3 separate regions of the Mus musculus genome follow, and regions 1 and 3 are each linked to region 2. Evidence: chromatin contacts called from public HiChIP or PLAC-seq data. All regions are on one chromosome and are shown on one strand. The core of a region is the stretch at or near the end of the contact, and the rest is flanking DNA. Distances in the headings are between cores, read along the strand shown.

The links. HiChIP or PLAC-seq counts read pairs in DNA pulled down with a chosen protein or histone mark.
Region 1: a contact with region 2 is called in an H3K27ac HiChIP or PLAC-seq map of bone marrow-derived dendritic cells, with 15 times the contacts expected there. The contact joins two enhancer-like sites. A contact is called at or near these places in 1 of 39 promoter capture datasets (hippocampal neurons) and 1 of 115 datasets of contacts at active chromatin or transcription factors (bone marrow-derived dendritic cells).
Region 3: an H3K27ac HiChIP or PLAC-seq map of T-cell acute lymphoblastic leukemia shows a contact between it and region 2, with 4 times the contacts expected there. The contact joins two enhancer-like sites. A contact is called at or near these places in 9 of 39 promoter capture datasets (the C10 cell line, cranial neural crest, embryonic stem cells and 5 more) and 8 of 115 datasets of contacts at active chromatin or transcription factors (T-cell acute lymphoblastic leukemia, acute myeloid leukemia, astrocytes and 4 more).

What each region holds. Positions count from the first base shown.
Region 1 is chr13:3,775,292-3,777,991 of GRCm38.p6, reverse strand. No RefSeq gene overlaps it. Among named protein-coding and RNA genes, the nearest start is that of Gm35190, 9.3 kb to the right of the region's middle. Within about 2 kb of position 1,356, at least 36 of the 459 cell types and tissues checked have an H3K27ac peak or open chromatin away from gene starts, as enhancers often do. A contact at or near this core is called in bone marrow-derived dendritic cells, where this site is marked.
Region 2 is chr13:6,632,230-6,634,929 of GRCm38.p6, reverse strand. All of the region lies in intron 2 of Pfkp (phosphofructokinase, platelet), which reads left to right. Gm35730 (a long non-coding RNA gene) reads right to left here. Exons shown (of 3, transcript XR_382032.3): 1 at 2,406-2,700. Among named protein-coding and RNA genes, the nearest start is that of Gm35730, 5.8 kb to the right of the region's middle. Within about 2 kb of position 1,254, at least 128 of the 459 cell types and tissues checked have an H3K27ac peak or open chromatin away from gene starts, as enhancers often do. A contact at or near this core is called in T-cell acute lymphoblastic leukemia and bone marrow-derived dendritic cells, where this site is marked.
Region 3 is chr13:8,782,412-8,785,111 of GRCm38.p6, reverse strand. No RefSeq gene overlaps it. Among named protein-coding and RNA genes, the nearest start is that of Wdr37, 87 kb to the left of the region's middle. Within about 2 kb of position 1,256, at least 19 of the 459 cell types and tissues checked have an H3K27ac peak or open chromatin away from gene starts, as enhancers often do. A contact at or near this core is called in T-cell acute lymphoblastic leukemia, where this site is marked.

The DNA.
Region 1 (2,700 bases), core at 107-2,606, 2.9 Mb after region 2:
ACTCTATTGGCTTATTAAGTTCACTTGCAATCCTCTACCCAAGGAGTAAAAGACCCTGCCCCTTTCCAGGGTGAGAAAATGGAGAGAGTGGCAAAGAGGACTGTGCCTGAACACACAGACAGGGGAAGGACTGCAAAGCTTTTGCCCTTCTAGCTTCCTCTACCACCTGCCCAAAGACCTCCCTATCTCCATGTTTCCTTTTCCTGTTCCTGAGAAATCAAGACCTGTCAAGTAGGCAGGCCTGAGTTGAATAGCCAGGCCCGAGTTCCCACCCAATTCAACCACCCTAGGCAGGCTGACATTTCCAACTGAGCACAGATAAGCTCTGTGAGCTCAAGTCATGCCTCCACTCCAAGCCTCCACTCCAAGAGACTGGAAGGAGACCACAACCTCTTCTTCTCTTTCCTTAGTCTACACAGGTATGTACATGCATACATTACTACACAGACATACTCATGTGGACATACATGCTTGCCTCATTTTGCGAGGGAGCTAAAGCCCACACGATCACCTCCCATGACCCAATGAGTTCAATCTTAGGGCGACATCTGGCCGGTACACAACTCCTAGTTCATTCAGGGTGACTAATGATGGGTGTAAACTCTGAGTGTAAATGGAGGTGTTAGGGTGGAGGCATGAAGTCAGTTTAATGCAATTTCTTATCAGTGGGTTACCTAGAAATAAGGAGGAAGGAAAGTATTTTAAATAAGAAGGAGGGAAGAACAGTAATTTTTTAGGTTTATTGATACTGTTTTATGAGTGTTAAATATATTACTAACATGTATGTGTATGCATCGTGTACTTGTCTGGCACCCACAGAGGTCAGAAGACCCGGAACTGTAGTTATAGTCTGGCACGAGCCTCCAAATGGATGCTAGGAGCTGAACCCGGGTCCTCTGCAAAAGCTGTGAGTGCTCCACCCACTGAGTAATCTCTCCATCTCAGGAAGAATGGCCTTCGATACCAGGTTTGATACAGTGTTTTGTGACCTGTCCTAGGCTTTTGCTGTTAGCCATCCCAGCCTTCATCAGACCCACCAATTTCATAACCACACCACACCATACACACACATACTGAAGAGACAGACCATAGAGACACTGCCATCATAACAGCCAGCATGGACAGAACACCTAATATCATACTAACATCTTTCCACTGCAAAACCGAAATTAATAAGTAACTTCCACAGCCCAGCAAGGTAGTGCTCTCTAACAATAAAAACTGGAGGATTCAGTTTAAGAGAGTTCACGCTGAGAAAAGACAGATGGTTGAATCAGACAGTACAGATACCACAGGAGAGGCTCTGCTGGACCATGTGGGTAGGAGGTGGGAAGTGGGAGAGAAGCCAAAGCAGAAGTGAGGCACAGAAGCTGCTTCATTGGTTCTAACTCCATATTTGCCTTATTTGAACATAGTTGGATCGGTTGCCTAGTGCGTGTGGTTGAAGCTCTGCTGCTGTGATTGGCTGAGACTCAGCTACATGTTACCAAAAGAAACTCCACAAAGCCAGGCTCTGGTTGACTTACTACCAAGTTTGGTTGCAGCTCCTTATGGAGGGACTCGGAATATAGACACATGGATCTTTGAGTCCAATTATGTCTAATTTAGAGTTCCATCACCCCCATTTTCCAGACGAGAAAATTAAAGCTCAGATTGCCATGTTTCCAGAGCAAGCTGGGAACCAAAACCACAGCAGCTCCCTCCTTGGCCGTAAAGCTAAGCAAGCCCTTTACCCGTGTCCTCTACTTATGCTTAGAAGCTAACATTCTCAGCCTGCATGGACTCAACCTGGAACCCACGCCTCCCCCATCCCCATCTCCCTTTCCGTCTTCACAGGTTATTGTTGGCAGTATGCTGTTGAGTTGGTCAGGAATGAGACCAGGGTGGGAAGCAGAAGCCATCCTTATCTCCTACCTGGCCTCTCCTTTCCCAAGCAGTCTGTGGGGATCTGCGAGGTATGCACATTGGTGGGTAGGGAAGGGGTGTGGTTGACATCATCCTTCAGGTCTGGAAGAATATGTCTTCCCATGACTAAAGAGACTGAGGGTATAATTATGGGAAGGCTCTTGAGATGTGAACATGACCCTGGATTACTGTGGAGGTAGGGATCAGCGTGAGAGGCAGAGATGAGTGGAGAGAGGAGAAATTTGAAGGAAAGACTATAGCCAAGGAAGTAAGTAGCTTACAGAGCTGAACAAGAACCTCTGAAGCCCCCAAAAGACATATCTCCAAATATAGCCCTGCCCATACCTTGATATGGGCCTTCTTCTATTTAACTGATTATTGCTGTTGTTGTTATTATCATCATTGTCATCATTATTGTGTGAGTGTGCAAATAATGTTTGAGTATGAGTGTACACATGCCACAGTGCACATGTGGATAGCAGAGAACAGCCTGGAGTCAGTTCTCTTCTTCCTCCTTTACATGAGTTCCAGGAATTAAACCCTGATTGCCAGGCTTGCCTGACAAGCAGCTTTAACCACTAAGCCATCATGCCACCCCCCCTTGGTTTTGGACTTCTGACTTCCAGACTATAGAAGGATGCATTTGTTAAGGCAATAATTGTGCGGTTGAACAAGTCAGAAGAAGAGGATTCAGTCACCCGGAGATGGTATTAGGGGCAGTCTTCATCATCTAGGTCAGCCATAGCAAAATAGCCTAGACTGGGCCCCTTAAACAGCAAAGGTTTCTTGTTTCAC
Region 2 (2,700 bases), core at 5-2,504:
CACAGAAGTCTTGTAGAAGCCACTGTGGTCACACCCATCTATAATCCCTTTAGTACTGTGACAAGGTAGGAGGGCAGAGAGACAGGGGAATTGCCCTAGAAGCAAAAGGGGTAGTGCCCCATCAAATTGATGTGTAAGATTCCTATGTCACTCGTCCATTTAGGTTACTCCTCACTACTTAAAAACTGTCTAAACACTTTCAGGTCTACGTTACTACTTAAAATTCTGTTTTAGATCTGTGCCTTGGTCCACAGATGATGGCATCAATCGGCTAAAAGCCATGACCATTGTGATAGATACCTCTAGCTGCAGAAGCATTTTTTGAAAGCCCCTCCAACCCTAACTCTGAACCCCATGGCTCCCGAGTGATGACATCAGATGCCTGCAGGCAGGTGTCTCATTGCTGGTATACTCATGCGACTTCTCTTTTGTAAAACGACTGCACCGTGTGTTTATCATTTGCTTGGTAGAGGTTTCCTCGACCCTTGTGTTTTAATTTGCTTTTCAGACTCTGTGGCTGCGTGCAATTTGTTTCTTACATTTGGGCAGTTTGCGGTGGTTCTAGCCCCTAGTCCATTCTGACCGCATTGGCGCTTACTGTTTGGAACACGTGAAGGTCAAATTTGCCTTGTGAATTTCCATTCCTGGGCTCTGGTCCTGACTGCTGCCATCCCTTGCTCTGCTCCGTGAGGTATAATCATAGATTAGGATCCAAGCCACACAGACCATAAGCTCTCTTCCTCCTCTGCCGCCTGCCCCGAGAGTGTGGCAGGGGCTATGGGGGGACGGCTGACTTATCCATTAGGACCACTGGGCTTCAAGTGTCAGCCCCACGTTTCAGTTGGATCTCGACATTGTTCCTTCTGCTTCTGTTTCAGAGCTTGCCTGTGAACAGAGGTAGCTACTCTCACCTCCTCCAACACTCCCCCCACCCCCAACGCGCCCCACCTCTCTCACTCTCTCTCTCTCTCTCTCTCTCTCTCTCTCTCTCTCTCTCTCACTCTCTTTTGCCTTGAGCCTTGTGATAAAACTGTGCATTCTGGCCGAGAGCAGAGCAGTTCTTAATAAGTAAATGTGGCTTTCATGAGCTCTTTGGGGTTGGAGCAGCGCCAGATGAGGTTTCCTGTTAAAATTAGCAGCACTTTCAAATTCACTATGACTTAGAGTCTACAGAACGTTCTCTCAGGAGCCCATGTGATTTCTACTCAGGCCATAGCCCTGGTGTCCTCTGCTCTTGCTGCGTGCAGCCGAGCACCTAGTGGAAAGTAGAGAGTCCCACGTGAGTCACTGCTTTGATCTTGCTGGGGGCTCAGTAGGGCATATGAGGGAAGGAAGGAAGTTATTTCTGTTATTTCATAGTCAAACCGAATGCTCCCCAAACAGTTGTCCTTCCCCAAGTTACTGTTCAGTCCTTTGCAGGGACAGAAGGAGCTCTGCCTTGTGACCCCTCTCCCGCCCCCAAGTTTACCTTAGGGCTGACTTATACAGAAGGACATTTGCCATTGCTTGAAGACAGTTTTGTTAGAGAGATTATTGTACCTGGCAGCCAGGTGGTAGCAGCAGAACTCTGTCTAACACCTTTTAAAATGGATACGATAACCCTCAACTTTGAAGAATCGGTTGGTCCCATTCTAACAATTATGAGAAGCCCACTGTTCCATAAAGAGTCCACTCTGGTTTGAGTGTTAGTTGGGGAAGAGACTACAAGCTGATGTCTGTGTGTGGGGTCTAACTTTGCTACCTGGTAAACTCTCAGTTCCTCAGTTGCCCTGTGTCTGTAATTCTTGCGTCTTGTGTGTCTGTACTTTGCTCTGTCGAATCCTGTCTTATCTGTCTGTCTTATCTGTCTGAGTTCTGATGGTATTTACATAACTCCAGACCTGGGGCGACTAGACTCTACAGATTTCACAAATTAAAGAGTTGAGAGGGAGAACATCTTGTCAGCCTACAACAGAAGACATTTAATCTTTCTTTTGAGGCTAACTGGATTTATCCTCTACAGTATTGTTTTCTGAGCTCTTTAGAGAAACAGAACTAACAATATATGACTGTAAGGCAGGGTTTATTGGATTGGCTTATGCACTCTTTGAACCCGCTAGCTGCTGAGCTGGGGGAAGCGAGTAAATGTTCAGTCTGAGACTCTGGAAGCCTTGTTCGTTGTGAGAGGGAGGCGATGATGCCGGAGGACTCGGCACATGTATGAGATTCTTTCCTTCAGTGGCAATAAGCAGTGCCTGAGTAATGTGGAGCGTCATCATCCAGTGTAGATGTAAAACTTTCACTTCTCTAATTTTAAAACACAAAAAAGCCCCCCACCCCCAGATCTGTTAGCTTTTACCCACGTGCTTGACAGCAAAGCCCTGGTGACCTGGAATAAGGCTGGAAATTATTCTGGCTCAGCTTACCTGGTGTGAGGGGCTGGCTGTACCTTTCTGTACAGAACTTGACACCTCCAGGGATGGCCTCCACTGAGTCACACATGCAGTCGCAGCCATGCTGCCTTTTGCAATCCAAAGCTTTAGAATCCTAGCACACCTCTTCCAAGGATAAAGTAGGAGCCTGTGCAGCCACAGCAAGCAGCCCCGTCAGGGCCTGGGAAGGAAGGCATTAACCCTTTGACCCTGCGTCTTCATTCAACCCTTGGGAGCAATAGCTGTGTTGGATATGATGAAGGCAGGAAAGCTTCAGGAGTTCAAAGGC
Region 3 (2,700 bases), core at 7-2,506, 2.2 Mb before region 2:
TTCTGAGCCCGGCAAGCGCTCTTGCCACCACATGTGATGGCTTCCCTTAATAAACAGATGATTGTTTTTAGGATGTGATGGGTAACAGATATCTGTCCTAAGAAGGGTAATGGAGAAACGATGTTCTCTCCAAAGCTGCCTCGGAGAAGTTTGACAAAGCGGGTGTGTTAGCTTATGCATGTGTGCATATGCACTCTCTTACTGCAAGGGGGAGAGTGCCATTTTCTGAGCCTACATATGGGATGCCTTCTGGAGGAAAAAAAAAAAAAAACAACAAAAAACCTCAAAACCCTTCTGTTATCTGTCAAAACAGACAGCTAAGTGAGCAACTCCTAAGCCGTATGCAGAGATCCTGAGCGTCATCTTGCTGATTTCCCTCTCTTCTTATCTCTTAAGGGTGAGTAGTGGGAACACATCCCACAGGGAACTTGGTGCACAGCGGCTGCATCTTCACACGGCTGCCGAGGTGGGCCTTAATGGACGAAGACAGACAGGATGGAGGTGGAGCTTCAGAGTGCAAACCCCCCACCTTCAGGTCTTCTGTGGCTACCTCCGCAGTAGCCAGCAAACACTGGAAATAGGGCTTTAAACACGCCTTCAGTCAGGCTGCCTGGCACACGTCTGCAATGCAAGGCCTGAGGAGGTGGAGGAGGGAGAAAGTTCCAGGAAAGCCAGAGCTACACAGTGATGCTCTGTCAATTAGCCTTCTCCCCCAGAAGAGAAGACTTCATTTTAAGATCTAGCTACAGCTATACTCTGAGAAGGGAGCTTCCATGTCAGGACAGGCCCTCTGCGTTGTGTCGTCTGTTTCTGTGTAAATTTAGGATCCATGTGAGACAGAACTGATGGCCATAGATAGTCACCTATGCATCTAAGCACATATGTTCATCTAAGCGCAGTTGGTAGGCCAGAAAGGAGTGTGCAGAGGAGCTAAAGGCTCTGGAGTCTGTGATGGTTAGTGTCACTATCCGCTCAACTAAATCCAGAATCTGCTAGGAGACACAGCCCTGGGGGTGTCTGTGAAGGTGTTGTCAGAAAGAGTTAACGGAGGAGGGAAACCCGTGCTGAATGAGGGCAGTGCTATCCCACGGGCTGGGGTTCTGACTGCAGATGCAATGTGACCGACCAGCTTCGTCATGCACCTGACTTCACATCTTCCTTATGATGATGGGCTGTGCCCTCAGACTGTGGGGTACACGAACGCTTGCCTCTGTAAGTTGCTTTTGTTGGAACCGTGAGAAAAATAACCCACAGAAGAGCTTTAACCCACAGAAGGAAATAGGATCACACAAACACAAGATGGGAGGGTGTTGCCACACTGCTCTCTCCACCTGAGATAAAAGCAACCACCAGCCTCACAGGGAAGCCTAAGGAGAGAAACTTTGAGTTTGTTGTTCTTCCCTGGTTCCTAGTGGCCAAGGCTATCTGCTCACTCTCCCCTTGCTTTCCCTCACCATCAAGATGCATCCACTAAAGGAGCACTATATCCACTGCCCAATAGGGTCTTTTATTATTCTACTTTTATTCCTGTGTATGTGTGTACATCTGTGTTTCAGTATGTATGTGTGAGTGCAGGTGTCCTTGACGGCTGGAAGAAGGCATTGGATCCTCTGGAGCTGGAGTTACGGGAGGTAAACGTCCACCTCCTTTGAGATAGGATCTCTCTTATTGGCCTGGACCTCATCCACAGAGCTAGAGCAGGGTGGTCAGTAAGACTCAGGCATCCTCCTGTCTCTGTCTCCCCAAACCTGGGATTCCCATCTTGAGTCAGCACTCCCGGCATCCATGATCATGGTGATTCTCTTTTGTTCCAGATTTTTCTAGAAAATTTAGGGTCTTGTAACACACTGGTGACCTTTTTTTTTTTTTATCTGTTTGGCCAAGTTCAGCCCCCTAGCCCTCTGGGATGCAGAATTCTCTGGTGTTCTAGTGACAGGGCTGTGAAGGTCTCTTTACCTGGATCATGGATGAAGGAGCATTACCTACCACAAGAATCAGCAGATGGATGTCACTCTTTCTCAGGACTTCCATGTCTGTAAAACCCACAGAGCTGTTTTCTGCAGCAGAACACCGTGCTACCCACAGGTAGCCTTGCTCATCTGTCTCTACCTCCCAGCCACAAGCACAGGACCTTAGGTATCAGAGGTGCTTAATACTGTTCCAGGGAACCTCAAGCTACTCCAGTGCTCATTTGTTTTTGCTTCCTGAGATTGCATGAGAAATTTGACTCCTGTTGGTGGCGTGTGGAAAATGAGCTTCCGAGGCCATCTGGTGATTAATTTCAACCTTCAGAATGTCCTGGCTCTGCTTGTCCACATCCCCTGCTCTGGCCTCCTCCCCACACCTTCAGGAGTCCCTGGGGTCATTGCTTGCCAGGCCTGTGAGGGAATTTCGGAAACCTGCCTGACACTTTGCTTTATTTTGAAAAATGACTCAGTGTGGAGTCAGCTGTGGAGTGGTACGTGGTGATTTTGTATGTCAGACTGGAGGCATTCTGTGCCAATGCAGGGACCAGCATCCCTAAGCCCATGGCCCCCAGTGGAGGGGCAGGAACACTAAGGAAGTCCTGCTGCTCTGGGGTCATGATGGAGACAATTCTGTCTCCAGCTGCTCTTAACACAAACATTCTTATGAACGCTCCATTGAGTCTTCCTTGTCCTGGGCACACATTTGCAGACTTTCTGTTATGAACAACACATT